2 separate regions of the Mus musculus genome follow, and region 2 is linked to region 1. A link is a contact called in public Hi-C data. All regions are on one chromosome and are shown on one strand. The core of a region is the stretch at or near the end of the contact, and the rest is flanking DNA. Distances in the headings are between cores, read along the strand shown. Region 1 has its middle 170 kb from the start of Gm20043. Region 2 has its middle 62 kb from the start of 4933412O06Rik.

Region 1 (7,727 bases), core at 5,131-7,630:
GGCAGAAGGTAGCTGTATTCTTGGTCAAAATATGGTATCTATCAGAGTTCCTATTATATTCTCCTCTGAAACATCTTGAGCTGGGCCTCCATGGTTTGCATAACTCTCAACACTACTGTCTTCTATGTCCCTAGCAGGATGGTCCGTTAAATTCTGCTTACAATGTTCAGTCATTGTTCTAGCCCAAAGTTCCAAAGCCTTCCACATTCCTCCAAATGTCTACCATGAAAAAATAGCCTACACCCTGATATATTAGTTACTTTTCTAATACAGTACTAAAATATCATGACAAAACAATTTGTAAAAGGATTTGTTTGAGTTTATGGTCTCAGAGGGTTAGAGACCATGGTAGTTGTACAGAAGCATGATAGCAGGAACCGGAGGCTGAGGACTCACATCCTGATCTGTAAGCATGGAGCAGAGAACAACTAGAAGTGGGCAACAAGTCTTTAAATTCTCAAAGCATGCCCCAATCTCTGTACTTCCTCCAACAAGGTGACACTTCAGAAACCTTCTCAAACAGTGGCACCAACTAGGGACCAAGTATTCAAATGTCCAGTAATACCCGAGACATTTACCATTTAAAACACCACAAGATGTCAGCCTCATTAGAAGGGAGAAAGCAAGAAAGAGAAGGGAAGAATAGCTCAAACTTGTCTAAGTGGTGATTTACTTTATCGTCACAGACACTATCTAGGTTACCAGTCACAAGTCAAGTCTACAAGTCCTGGAGTCCACAGGAAAAACTTAACCTGAATCTCGGACTCCATTTAACTTAGCATAAAGCTCATTACCCCTTGATACTAATCCCTAGTTCTGTACCTGCTGTCTTAATGAGGTCTTAGTCATTAGTTCATCCTCACATGTGCCAAGAGCCACACCCATGATCATAAGCCCAGAGACTACAGGTTTGTTACCTGGAGACCTGTGCCAAGCTCCACCTTCAGTCTTGTCTGCTCCAGAACCCTGGGGCTAGAGCTGCTACAATGTCCCTATTTCAGGCTTTGTTTGGTAGAGTTACAAAAATAATTATATAAACAAAATCAAGTCAGTTCTCAGCAATCCTAAGAGGATCAGAAAAATGATCTTGGGCTTCAATGTTGCAGCATGGCTCAGAATTAAGCTCTGAGATAAGCCAGGATCTTCTAGCCAAAGGGCCTAAGGCAACAAGTACATTATAAACCGTCAAATAGATGTTTAATGAGTGAAGTTTGTTATACTCCATGTCACGGGCCATTGTCCCTACCATGTAGTGGTGACCCAACAAGTGGGCTGGGCTGATGCCTCACCCTTGTGTGTGCTATGATATGTTTTCCATGTTCTCTAGAACAGATTTCTCCTTAAACTGTTGGCAATTGTGTTAAGGTCCTGAGAAGCTCTTCTCTTATCTTGGAAACTGGTTCTCCTTCTGTCTGCTCCCAACCCAACTGAAGGAGATTAGCTTAAGCCAGGATCAGCACACATGCTCCTTAAGAGCTAAAGAGTAAGCATCCTGGGCTTTGGGAAATATGCAGCCTTCTCAGTTATGCCCTTGTAGCCTAAAAAATGTAAATCCAAATGTTCTCTTAGTTATAGCCAGCTCATAGAACCCTCTGGAAAGCAGAGGAAGACAGATGCCAGTTGCCAGAAAGTGTTGGGCTCAACTACCACTCCTGGAGGTGGCAGGGATGATAATAATGCATATATAATGCACTATATATCATATATAATGCATATTATCATCACATAGAATGATGATAATCAAGCAGTCAAACTCCATAGTAAAGAGCAGGTATGGTCATAGCCCAGTGCGCAACAAAGCACTAACAAGCAATTGAGACAGGGATCTAGATTTGACCTAGGGCCAGAGAACCAATTCCTAGTATATCAGTCAAAGAGAAAAGAGCTAATGACATCTATTGCCTACCTGTTCAGCCTTAGGCAAACTGCCTTCTAAGATTTCTATCTGCTCCGTGCTCTCCTTAGATATAACTAGAAAGCTGAAAAGGTTTCTATGCATCATCCCTGCCACCTCCAAGAGTAGCAGTTGAGCCCAACACTCCCTGGCAACTGGCAGCTGTCTTCCTCTGCTTTCCAGAGGGTTCTATGAGCTGGCTATAACTAAAAGCACACTTACATTTACATTTTTTATTGGTGCCTGTCCTGACTGAATTTATCCAGTGCTTCTGGACTTCTCCCTCACTCTACTTCTGGCTAAGCCACTTGGTCCCAGTGTTCCTCAAGCCTCCTGGACCCTTTACAAAAGCCTGGGCCAGTGAAAAGGGCTAGATTACTTATGCTATCATATTTCAAGTTAGTGTTTCCTGATGGTGTTCTGGAGGCTACTTATTCTATGGGTCGGTAACTGTTTGCAAAAGTGCAAAGTTTCTATGGTCAAATATTTTGGAGGATCTCAAAGATAAAGACAGTTTGAAATATTCTTTCTTCTAGGACTTCTCTGGATCTTTAATAAGCTCTTATACATTGTTTGTCTTCAGGAGAGAAGTCAAAGCATTCTTTAGCCACTCCAAAATTGTGTTTACTACAAAGCAGCTTTTGAAGGCCATCACATACTAACAAGAATGTAAGAAACATGAGCAGGAAATTCAATTTAGGACCAATGAATGGCAGTAATCACACGCTCTGAGTTGATCCACTGCGAACATTAACCTTGTGTATGTGTTAGAGAAATCTTTAAATTCCTTCTTGTTTGCTGTCTGTGTGTTCATATACTACATTAGTATGGTGGGCCCTGCCTGGCTGGCTTTAGAAGGTGACTTTTCTAAGCATAAGGCCCTCCAATAACTCTGCCAGGCAGAGCAGCTGGATCTACAACAATCTCCTAGTTAGTGAAATACAATGCCCTTCCTTCCTGAAGCCTCTGATCCCCCCAAGTCAATCAAGTTCTTTTTCCTCTGTGACTCTTAAAAGAAGTTCAAAGTGGCCTACAATTCATGTCAAATAGACTGGCCTGCAGCTTCCTAGTTTGTCCCCATGGGCTCCTTTATAAAACCATGGCTTTATTGGTCTTAGGCATCCTATGTCCTCAGGGGGCCTCTGCTGAACTCCATGAACTTATTTAAACTTCCCAGGGGCTTCTCCTGTTTCCCTCCACCTCTTTCCCTGAGCCCAGAACCTGGTGGGATTGACCTGAGGAGGCATTGTGGAAATGCTAAATCTTTCCAGCAATTCCCATCTTGCTGTTTGCATTCCTCTTCCTCCATCTGTGTCCACACAGCCTCTGCCCCTTCTCTGGCTGATCTGGTGGGATGGAGCATCTTACTTTACCCCAACAAGAATCCATGCTAAGACTCTGACTCCCAAACAATCCTACTGGTGCTGTCTTCATTGACAAAGGACTTCTCTTCTTCTCGTCATTGTAAATCAGAGGGGAAAACACTTGCAATCAAACAATGCCTGGGAAGAAGCTTCAAGTCTCCTTATAAAAGGTGTTACATATTATTATTTCTTCAAACAAGGGCAATAATAGCCTGTTGCTTCATCTAATTCTTCTGAGTGGGCTCAGGCTCTGTAATTACCTGGGTTATAGGACACTTGCTTAGAAGGCTGCATCTGAAGGTTATAGGGGTCACATGGTCCTGATAGAGTTTCATGTCTTGTGACCTCAGACAAATGTGCTACAAGGCCCACATGGGGGTTGGGAAAGGCTAAGGTAGGGGATTTTTTGATATGTGGAAATTGATTTTAATAGAAGGACCTACAGACCTCCGAGGCAAGTTCAAACCATGTCCCAGGTACCCATGTGAAGCTGTCTTTCCTAACCAGGGTCTGAGGCTCCAGAAAGAAACTCTGAGAGAGCAGGAGGAGTTCTCCCTAATGTGGACTTGAGGTTACCTTCTAGTTCAATGTTCTTCATTTCTCTTCAGTCCACTAATTTTCAAAATAAGAGGGTAGAGAAAGCCTACCATGTCTAGAACTTTCTTCTGGGCTTGGGATATAGAGGATGTCTTATGACCAAGAAGCCAGCAGAACACCAACTAAGACCAGGTCCAAGGGCATCAGGCCCCATTTCATTCAGATCTGCTCCACTCAAGCACTTGTGGCTTGCCATAAGATTTGACTGGAAGAATTTTCTTTTCTATGAAAACAATCCGGTTAAAATGCCTGTCCTAAGATCTTTTCCTATAATGCCCTTCATCCAACTGTCTGCGAAATTGTTAGGATGTTTATGGAAAAATAAGAATTCCTGTTTTTTAATCTTGTCACCTTGGGAATTAGAGTTACATCTTTCAATTTGGTTGCCAAATGTATCTGTCAGAAGTTTCTCCATTCTATTTTTCTCAGGCTTTTCCTTCACACACATCACTACCACCACCACCACCACACACACCTCACAGGTATGCCTTGAGTCAATTTCTACTAGCCTAATAATATAGGTGCTGACATCTTGCCCAACATGAAAGCCAGAAATCACTGGCCTTTTATACCCAATGCCCAGTGCCTTAAGCCTGCATCCCTTTCAAAGGGTCTTCCTGCAGACACTTGGCCAGGACCTTCTATTTTTGTACTTTTCCAGGGCTCCTGTGGATCCATACCTTGGCTTCTAAAGAAAAGCACAGCACAAGGACCCATTTCGTGCTTCCATTGTTGTTGTTGTTGTTGTTGTGGTGGTGGTGGTGGTGGTGAAAAGGTCAGTTCAGGACATTTTGAAAATTACACCAGAGCCTTCTCCATCAGAAGGGGAAGGCAGGAATTAACATTCCGCAGGATGGACTTGCAGGTGGGGGAGGCCTAGACCAGGTAAACACATTCTGCAGGACAGACTCTGTACCTCATTCCCCAGAGACCAATCAATTTAAACGTCACACTGTTCTGCCAATCACATTGTGCCTAGTGGCTGCTGCTCTGAAAAACTGTATAAAGACTGACCAAATGGGCTGGAGGCGGGCAGGGTTCGCCATCTCTTCTTCATGATAGGATGGCCCCAACACATTGGAACAATAATTTCCTCTTGCTTTTTGCATCAATTCCTGCTCCGTGTGCTTCACTCAGGGGGTCCCTCAATAAGCTAAGGCTCACCAGAGTCTTACAGTTGTTGTTGGTTCCCCAGTCTTCCTCCCATTTTACTTTTACCATGCACCAGTATTCCTACAAACTCTGACCAGACCCTTCCATGCCTTTCTTCCTGGGCCTCCAAGAGCAGGGTTGTCCACCTCCTACCATGCTAGTATCTGTGCACCTCTACCAGTCTGAACTATCTGGGTCTGTCAAAACCTTACAAAGTACTTGTGACCCTTCCCAGCCCTCCCTGCAGACTCAGCAGGGCAGGCAGCACCGATGACCTTTGAAATCACGTTCTTTACAAGGACAAGGAGAGAGCTGAGCTGTGTTTCCAAGGAAGCTCCTAGGTTAGCAGACGCTGCCCTGCACCGCAGCAGGCACCAGAGTTCCTGTCACCACTGGAAGAATTCTCTGGCTATGTGATCTTTGGTTCCAGCCTTTCTAGTGAGGTTCCAGATCAGCCCCATATATGCTTTTATTGCCCTCAGTGGCCCCCAGCCCTCATCTGAGTCACTTGGCAGTATTTCCAGTGGATAGCTTGGTCAGCTCAGAGGGGCTACACACATGGGTGGAAGGACACAGGTTACCTCATGGTTAATGTTTCTAAGAGAAATGGTTTCCTGAACAGTATTCTCCTCCTGCCCTACCTCCTGGCTAAAATATTAACACTCCCCAACCTCAACACTTCATCCTCACTGTCCTCTACTGCCACAGTCAACAGGCACTGGGAAAACCACATTCCTTGCCGTGCATCATTCTAGACTTTGTACAGTTCCTGGGTTTTTAAGTCACTCCTCACCCTCGATGATTCCTTCCTTGCCTTCGTCTCAGCTTCAGGGTTCATGTGTATGTCCACCCAGATGAGGGCTCTGCAGGCAGTACTTTCCTTCTGGTTCCCTTTCTCCAGCAGGGCCAACCACGGCTCACAGCAGTAGAGTCAGCAGCATCTGGCTTGGGTTGGTCTGTGCATATCTGGAATCCAAACAGTTTAAAGAGTTATGGCTCCAGGAACTGTGGATGGCAACGTTTTCTATTATTAACAGTTCCAACTTTCCCATCTGGCTGTTTTCAGAGTGAAAGCTGGAGATTACTGTCAGCATTAATTACAATCAGGTGCACTTTTCTTCTACTCCATGTTGTCCTGACTGCTTCTCACACAGCAAGAAATCCTTAAAATGCATGTGCCTTGAAATGTAGCGCATAAATCCTGCTGCTGGTGAGAGCAGCTGTCAGCCCCCTGAGCTCTTTCTGGACTTGGGTGAGCCTCCCCAAGGTCACGAACACTTCCTCAGGTGGAGAGGTCCACTGGAGTCCTTGGCGCTCCACCACAGGAAATGTCAAGAGAATTGGTAACTTTGTGAGATTTCTGGCACTTCCTGCTTCCAGTCTCACCAGAGCTACTTCGCAGCATGTTGTGTGGAATGTCTGCCTTCAGGATCCCAGCTGAATCAGAAGGCAAGGTCACAAAAACAAAACAAAACAAAACAAAACACCCCCACAAAACACATACAAACAAAAATGTTCGCTCCCGCCTTGGGCATCACAGTCCTACCTGCTTGTCGACTCTTTTCATCCAGCTTCTCCTGTATATTTCTAGTCAGTGTATGAAAATAACTCGATTTTGAAGTCACTCTTTCCCGTCATGTCCTTATATGCCTATTCACATGCTTGTTGCTATGTTCTCTGGCAATTTCTTTTTATTACTCTCATTATTTTTCTCCTCAGACTCTATGAACCTGAATCCACACAACAGGAACGTTATGCTTTTGTAAAAACATCTGAATTTAATTCTGATTCCCCATTATAGGGTTTTATTTATTCCTTTGTAATGGCTGTGATAGTAAAGGCGTGTCTCTCCCGTTGCTGAGGGACTCTGGGCAAGTTTCCTTGCTGTATTATAGATCTTCACTGTCCCCCACAAGATCTGTGTAGTGATGGCTTGTCCCCCAGATGGTAGAACATTCAAATGTTGGAGCCTAGTGAAAGATCACTAGGGATCACTTCAGAAGCAGCTTATGCCCCTATCTCCTTCTTTGATCATTGGCCACAAGGTAAGCAGTTTCCCTGCCAACAACTAATAATAGAGGCAGTTAATAGAGGACCATGATTCAAAACAACTGTTCTCTTTTAGAATTGGTAGTTCCAGTATTCTCTTGTAGTGATGGACAGGCTGCTTAAACCTGCTGAACTTATTAAGATCTGCAAACTAGAGTTGCTAGATATTCACAAAGTAGCTGAGATGGCTTAGACAAGAAATGACAAGGTTGTAGGTATGAGAGGCTGTTTGGGAGCATGTTGCATGATTTGGGCTGTTAGAAGAAGGATCAATTCTATTAATATTGTCCATAGGGATTTTTTTCTTAAAGGGAGAAGGAGAGATTACTATTGTATACTACATATATGGAAGTGGTGTGTGAACTCTATGCTTTTGATTCTGTTATCTTTACGGAAACCTGATCTTCATAGGCCTTTCCTGTTATCTGCAGCTCATGCACCTGTGTTCCATCCCCCACCTTCCTGAGGCATACCACTCACAAAATAGTGAACTTGGTGGGGCTGAGGGTAATAAGGACCATCTTGTAAGATCTACACAGGACTTGCTTCCTCAATGAGACAGAGCAGAAGAATTTATCACAACCACATTGGTTGTGCTGCTAACTCAGTCCAGGTCATGACTTGCTTGACTTCACCAGGTTGTGTTGCTTGCCGGTGTGAGTTCTGTTCTG
Region 2 (6,759 bases), core at 3,806-6,305, 530 kb after region 1:
TCCAACTGGTAATAAGAACACATGCTCCACTATGTTCATAGCAGCCTTATCTATAGTAGCCAGAAGCTGGAAAGAACCCTCATATCCCTCAACAGAAGAATGGATACAGAAAATGTGGTACATTTACATAATGGAGTACTACTCAGCTATTAAAAACAATGAATTAATGAAATTCTTGGACAAATGGATGTATCTGGAGGATATCATCCTTAGTGAGTTAACCCAATCACAAAAGCAGTCATTAGATATGCACTCCCTGTTAAGCGGATATTAGCCCAGAAACATAGAACACCCAAGATAAAATTTGCAAAACACAAGAAAATCAAGAAGAAGGAAGACCAACGGGTGGATACTTAATTCTTCCTTAGAATAGGGAAGAAATACCCATGAAAGGAGATACAGAGACAGAGTTTGGAGCTAAGACAAAAGGATGGACTATCCAGAGACTACCCCACCCAGGGATCCATCCCATAATCAGCCACCAAACCCAGACACTATTCCATATGCTAGCAAGATTTTATGAAGGGATCCTGGTATCGCTGTCTTGTATGAGGCTATGCCAGTGCCTGGCAAATACAGAAGTGGATGCTCACTATCATCTATTGGATGAAACACAGGGCCCCAATGGAGAAGCTAGAGAAAGCACCCAAGGAGCTGAAGAGGTCTGCAACCCTATAGGTGGAACAACAATATGAACTAACCAGTACCCCCAGAGCTTGTGTCTCTAGCTGCATATGTAGCAGAAGATGGCCTAGTCGGCCATCACTGGCAAGAGAGGCCCCTTGGTCTTGCAATCTTTATATGTCCCAGTACAGGGGAATACCAGGGCCAAGAAGCAGGAGTGGGTGGGTAGGGGAACAGGGCAGGGGGAAGGTATAGGGAACTTTCGGGGTAGCATTTGAAATTTGAAATGTATATAAAGAAAATATCTAATAAAAATGCCCACAAAAAAAGAAAGCTTGAATTTATACTCCGTCCAGGTGTAAATTAATCAGCTCACAAAAATGTGTATCATTCAGCAAGCCAAAAATAAAAAAGGAAATTGCTACTAATGAAAAGATGGAAAGGCAGGATTGTGCCCTATGTTAGAACAACAGGACTGGTGTGTGTGTGTGTGTGTGTGTGTGTGTGTGTGTGTGTGTGTGTGTAAAGAGGTTTTTAGAAAGTTGCTCAGTTTGTGGTTTAGCCATTCCCTAGACAATAATGGCTGTCTCTCAAAGAAAAGTCAAGAATTCAGGAGTTTTTCCATCCAGAAGCCTGTATGTCTCAGCTGGTCTTTGGTCTGCATTGGACTCTCAAAGAAGTTCTAATCTCAGTGAAGGACTGATTGAGCAACGATTCAAAATTCAAAAATGAATTTTCTAGCAAGAGAGAAGGCAAGCAGGCAAAAAAGCAAAAGCTTCCTTATGGCATGTCAGTTTGTGGTGTAACAGATATTCTACCTCAAGGTATCCAATCAAGAAAATCCCTTGGGTTTTAGTTGACTCAAATTGTAGTCAAGCTGACAGCTGAGATTAGCTATCATCTGTCTCAAATGCCTTTTTAATTCCAGAGGGCAGCAGTGGAGATGACACAGGTTTCCTTTGAAAATAACTCCTGTGACATAATTGCATAAGTATAAAGATTCTGAATAATTTATGTATGAGATATAAAGGGTTAAGAAACAGCTGTGTAACAGCTGTGTATAAGGTAAATTAGACAGAACCCATTAGTTTATTTTTAATTTTATTCTTTCATTGAAAATAATTTTTCTCAATAAATTCTGATCATAATTTTTTCTCCCTTGTTTCCTCTCCAATTCTCCTTACATCTCATTCATCCAAAGTTATGTCCATTCTAGAAAAAAAAAAGCAAAAAAAATTAATAATGCCCTTACAAACAAAAAACATAAAAACAGCCAGATGTAGTGGCACACTCCTTTAACCCCAGCATTTGGGAGGCAGAGTCAAGCCGAACTCTTAAGTTCAAAGGGAGCTTCATCTACAGAGTGAGTTTCAGGACAGCCAGGCCTATACAGTAAAACCCTGTCTCCAAAACACCAAAAACAAACAAACACATAAGAACAAAACTGGAAATCATACAAACAAAAGGCCAGTAAATATTTGGCTTCCCTCTAGACCCATGACCTATCTAGTATATTCTTGGCCATCTAATCAATGTTAGGAATAGGTTCCACTTTAGACAGTGAACATTATGTCCAATCAGAAAGTGGTTGGTCACTCCCACAACATCTGTGCCACTATTGCACCATCGTATGCAGGCAGGTTACTATTATAGATATAGGTGAGTTGGTGATTTCCTTTGCTCCAACTCACAACCCACCCACAGCTCTTTCATACCTGCCTCCTGATTATTATTTGTCTTTAACCTACTTACAGGAGCCTCGCCTCTCATCACACCTCCATCTCCCTGCAAATTTTGCCTCTTGGTGTGGACAGCATCACCTTAGCTCTTTCTCACAGCCCGTCTTAGCCTCTTCTATTCCATCTGTGTTATATGCCACCTACCAAACTACAGAAGCACTATCTAAAAGGAAATCCATAGCCACCATACTACTAAAATTGAAGGAAGAGAACACCCAACAAAGATAAGACTAGATATCAACACATAAAAAGCATATCATTCATAACTCTAGATGCCTAGACACCAATGCAAAAATGCAAACATTAACAGACAAGACAATATATTTCCACCAGAAACAGTAACCCTTGGTCCCAAGAGACCTGCAAGACACAGTGAGGAGACTGGGCTGATGAAAAGAGAGATTAAAAAAATGAAGAGGAAACGTAAAGAGGTCAATGTGGTTAGAGACAACATCTGAGTCAAGGAATTTATTGACCAAGTTACTGGGCACTATGGGAGATGTCTTACTTTCAGTGTGATGGCTAAAAAGAGGAATCAGACCAGAAAATTGAATGACAAATGATTCAAAGATGAATTTAGTGACTTTTTCCAAAGATGCCACATTTCTTTCCACATAGGATGCTACCCAATGATCAGATGTTACTCCATCTTCCCAATGTGAAGAGAAGGCACTGCCAAGTTCATTGTCAGGAGATGAAAGCACAAAGCTCCAAAACAAGCAAACAAATGAAAAGACAACAACCAAAACATGTTATAATCTGAATAGTTACCAAAGTGAAGAAATGCATACCCCGCAGCTTTGACATGGATTATGTTCTAAGGAGGAGAAAAGTGGGTTTTCTTATGCTTTTTATGTTCCTTTCTCCAGTTCCTTCACTCATTGATTCTTCCCTTCCTTTTCTCTATCCTCTTCTCTCCTACAAGAGACTTAACTTTGTTAATTAGTCACTATAAAAAGAGCAGAAGAAGGCCGGGCATGGTGGCACATGCCTTTAATCCCAGCACTTGGGAGGCAGAGGCAGGTGGATTTCTGAGTTTGAGGCCAGCCTGGTCTACAGAGTGAGTTCCAGGACATCCAGGACTACACAGAGAAACCCTGTCTCAAAAAACAAAATACAAAACAAAACAAAAAAAGAGCAGAAGAAAGGCAAAAGTTGGTGTGAAAGCAAGCGGGAAATACATTAGACCTACCTGCATCCCTGAGATAGATGTGCCAGGTAAATGTAGTTGAGTCACGGGTGCACAGACAGCTTTGTCTTGTGAAGACAGAAAGCATGCAATGTATCAGGAAGGCCACTACTGAACTTGAACTGTGACTTTGGAATAAACAAAAAGTGAGGGTAAGACTGAAATAGGAGAAACACAAGAAACAGAGGGTCTCATTAACACGATTTGGCTTGGTTTTGTTATCCCTTTGGGGGAAATGTTTACAATAGCACCAGTAGTGATGGTAGATGGCCAGTAATGGGGTGCTGGAGAGGAACTGATGGGTATCAGAGAGAAGAGGGTACACTTGGCTCCTTCAAGCTGAGTTCTTCCCTGTAGAAGGAAACAGGATAGCAGGTAGGAAGGGCACCCAGATATGCAGCCTCCCTTCCACTGCCTGCAGCCTTGGTACCTGGAAAGCAGAAACATGATAACACTAGGAAGAACCAGGGTCAGAGACAGGACTTTTCTCCACTATTGTTGTCTGCAAGAAACTTCTGCATGTAATTCTTCTACTGCCTGTAAGTTGTTTCTCTCCCATTGCAAGGATACAGTTTCCTCATTGCTTGTTCTGTTTCCTATCCTGCCACAGTTCTGTGCAGCTCAGCTAACCCTTCTTTCTGTGTCTTTTTTTTTTTTTTTTCACTTACTGAGAAGGCTGTATGAGTATCTGAAGTGAGAGGTGGTCTGGCCAGTGAGCTAACCACGTAGGCAAAGAGCAGCACAGAGCCAGCCTCGCTTATTGGCCTTGCTTGGGACATGAGGCTGGCTTCTATTTTTCTTTTTTTAAAATACTGACCAAGGTGACATTTTGGGCCTGGGAGGATAATTCTCACACTGCTTAGACCTAATGAGACCTCCTTCTCAACCTCCAGCTAAAGAAAGATTCACAACTAAAAGCTAAAATTTCATTGAATCTCTGCTTTGAAAAGGGCCCAGGCTTACAATGTGTACTTCTAATGCAGGAGTAAAGGGTATATCTCAGTAGTGGTGGCCCTCTTGGTCATCAGTTTCCAGGCCATTAAAATAAAAGTCCTATATAAGCATTTAGCTGTACATTTAGCCCAGCGTGCCACTCCTGTTTGTGCTAAGGCCATGCTAATTGAAGAGCTAACAAAACAGACCTTTCCATGGTCATTAATGAGGAGAGGTGGGAACCTTGTCTGTGCTCTTTTCTTGTCTACATCTGGGACCCTTTGCCTGTAGGAGGGGCAGGGAGAACACTTTCCCCAGGAGCAGCCTGCATGGTCCAGCTTGAATACTCCCTGCTTCTGGATTAGCACTCTTCCCCTGCAGCTGGGAAACCTCCTGTACTCAGAAATTCCAGGGGCCCCAACATGATCCAGGCTCAGAAATTGGGCCTCAGCCCCTTACTGTTGGCAGGCACAAGGCTCCAACCCTCCGGGGCTTGTAGGAGCCAAATGCACTGTGGAGGTGTGATTCACTGAGTTCCCAGAGGAATGGTACACAGCCAGCTGGCAGGGAATTACTGAATGTCCAGGCCAAGGAATTCCATTGCTGTTAGCTGGAAACAAGCAGCCAGCTACCTCCCTTCTCTTGCTTGCTGGCTGAAGCATGGAGCTGGAGATAAGCCAGGGATCTTGGGAGAGGGGAAGAAAAGGGGGGGGGGTCTAAGCTGCTTGTGGCCAAGATAAGTCTGTGGCTGGGGTCCTCAGCTGAGTTAAGTCAAGAAATATTTTTATTTTCATTTGAACATGATTCTTATACTCACAAATATTTACCCAAATCATACTTGGATATACTGCCCAAAAGAGATTTTTTAAAAATAAGCAGCAAATGGGAGACAAGAAAAATAATATCTATGCCATAGCTCAGGAAGAGTCTATATTCTGAATAAGAGATTTCCTCCCCTGTACCTTGGATGCTCTGGGGTCTCTAGGAGTGATGCTACTGGTCTATTGCCTAGCCATTCTCAATTCCTTAACTCTTAACAGACTATGGTGTCCAGGAAGCCAGGTCCCCTGACACTTCCCATTTGACCCGCATCCTTCTAAACATGAGATCATGGAACATCGTGATAAACTTTTCACTTCAAGTTTAAACAAAGAATGAAAACCAAAACCCTACTCAAGCAGCTTCTCCTTCAAGTTTAAATCACTTGAATTGGGGAAATAGTTAAGATCTTTTTCACCTGCCCTTGCCCCATCTGCGTGTCAGTAACAAACACCTTCTACAACACATCCTCATAGCACAGGACAAAGAGTACTACACTGGTCCACAGCACTGAAGGTAAGTAGCAAACTTCCCATTCTGTTGCCTTGATCCAGGCTTTCTTCACTTACTGTGAAGTTTTGAGCAGTTTAATATCTCTTTGCACAATTCTACCAGAGCATCTGACAGCCCCCAGCATGCTGATGACACCAACGAGTTTGAAATGCATTCTGAGGCTGTTCTAAATCAAGTAGATTTAACACAGAGCCAAAGCTAAGGTTTTAAAAACAAGCTGACTCTAATGTAGCCTTGCCAACCACGTGCACTAAAATCCTAGCTTCATTTAGTCACAGAGTTTTTCGTATAAGAAAGAATGCAAAACAGATTAAAGGGAGGTTTGGTCTGTTACTGTATCTCGGATGTCAGCCCCAACTGTTGATGTTACACAACTCACTTCCAGTACTAATCATCTGGGGAATTGCACGAGTGGGACCTCAGAAACGAAGACTGCCGGAAATTCAGATGGAGGCCACAACTTTAGACCATTGATGGTTCTGAAAAGGTGAAAATGCAGGAGTTTCGATGACCTTGTAGGGTTAATAGTTACTAAGTTTATTCACAGAACTTAGAACAGCACCATCCTTATGTTTAATTTTATTATAAAGACTACAGCCAAGGACCAGAGTGGGGTGACACATAGGCCAAGGTATGCAAAAACCCTCTCCCCGTAAAGTCAAATGTGTACCTGAGGGCACATTAGTGTGTCCACCAACTAACGAGCTTCACTGAGTTTTGTTTTACAGATGTTTAATGCAGGTTTTTTTTTTAATTTAAGCAAAACTTATTAAATCATTCGCCACCTGATCTAATGAAGTTGACCGACTGTTCCTGCCTTCCTGCAGAAATAAAGCCAACTCACTGTATTAACCCTCGAAGCACAAGCATGGTTTTTTTGGTAGCCAACCCCTATTATGACACTTTTTTTTTTCATGAAATAATATCATTGGTATGAACTCA

What was found. Hi-C and Micro-C count contacts between places; a contact is called where the count stands out from the background.
Region 2: a Hi-C map of uterus shows a contact between it and region 1, with 4 times the contacts expected there. The contact joins two enhancer-like sites. A contact is called at or near these places in 6 of 484 Hi-C or Micro-C datasets (embryonic stem cells, nephron progenitors and uterus), 2 of 115 datasets of contacts at active chromatin or transcription factors (astrocytes and embryonic limb bud) and 1 of 9 other capture datasets (embryonic stem cells).

What each region holds. Positions count from the first base shown.
Region 1 is chr13:15,206,496-15,214,222 of GRCm38.p6, forward strand. No RefSeq gene overlaps it. Among named protein-coding and RNA genes, the nearest start is that of Gm20043, 170 kb to the right of the region's middle. Within about 2 kb of position 6,381, at least 27 of the 459 cell types and tissues checked have an H3K27ac peak or open chromatin away from gene starts, as enhancers often do. A contact at or near this core is called in uterus, where this site is marked.
Region 2 is chr13:15,736,951-15,743,709 of GRCm38.p6, forward strand. No RefSeq gene overlaps it. Among named protein-coding and RNA genes, the nearest start is that of 4933412O06Rik, 62 kb to the right of the region's middle. Within about 2 kb of position 5,056, at least 101 of the 459 cell types and tissues checked have an H3K27ac peak or open chromatin away from gene starts, as enhancers often do. A contact at or near this core is called in uterus, where this site is marked.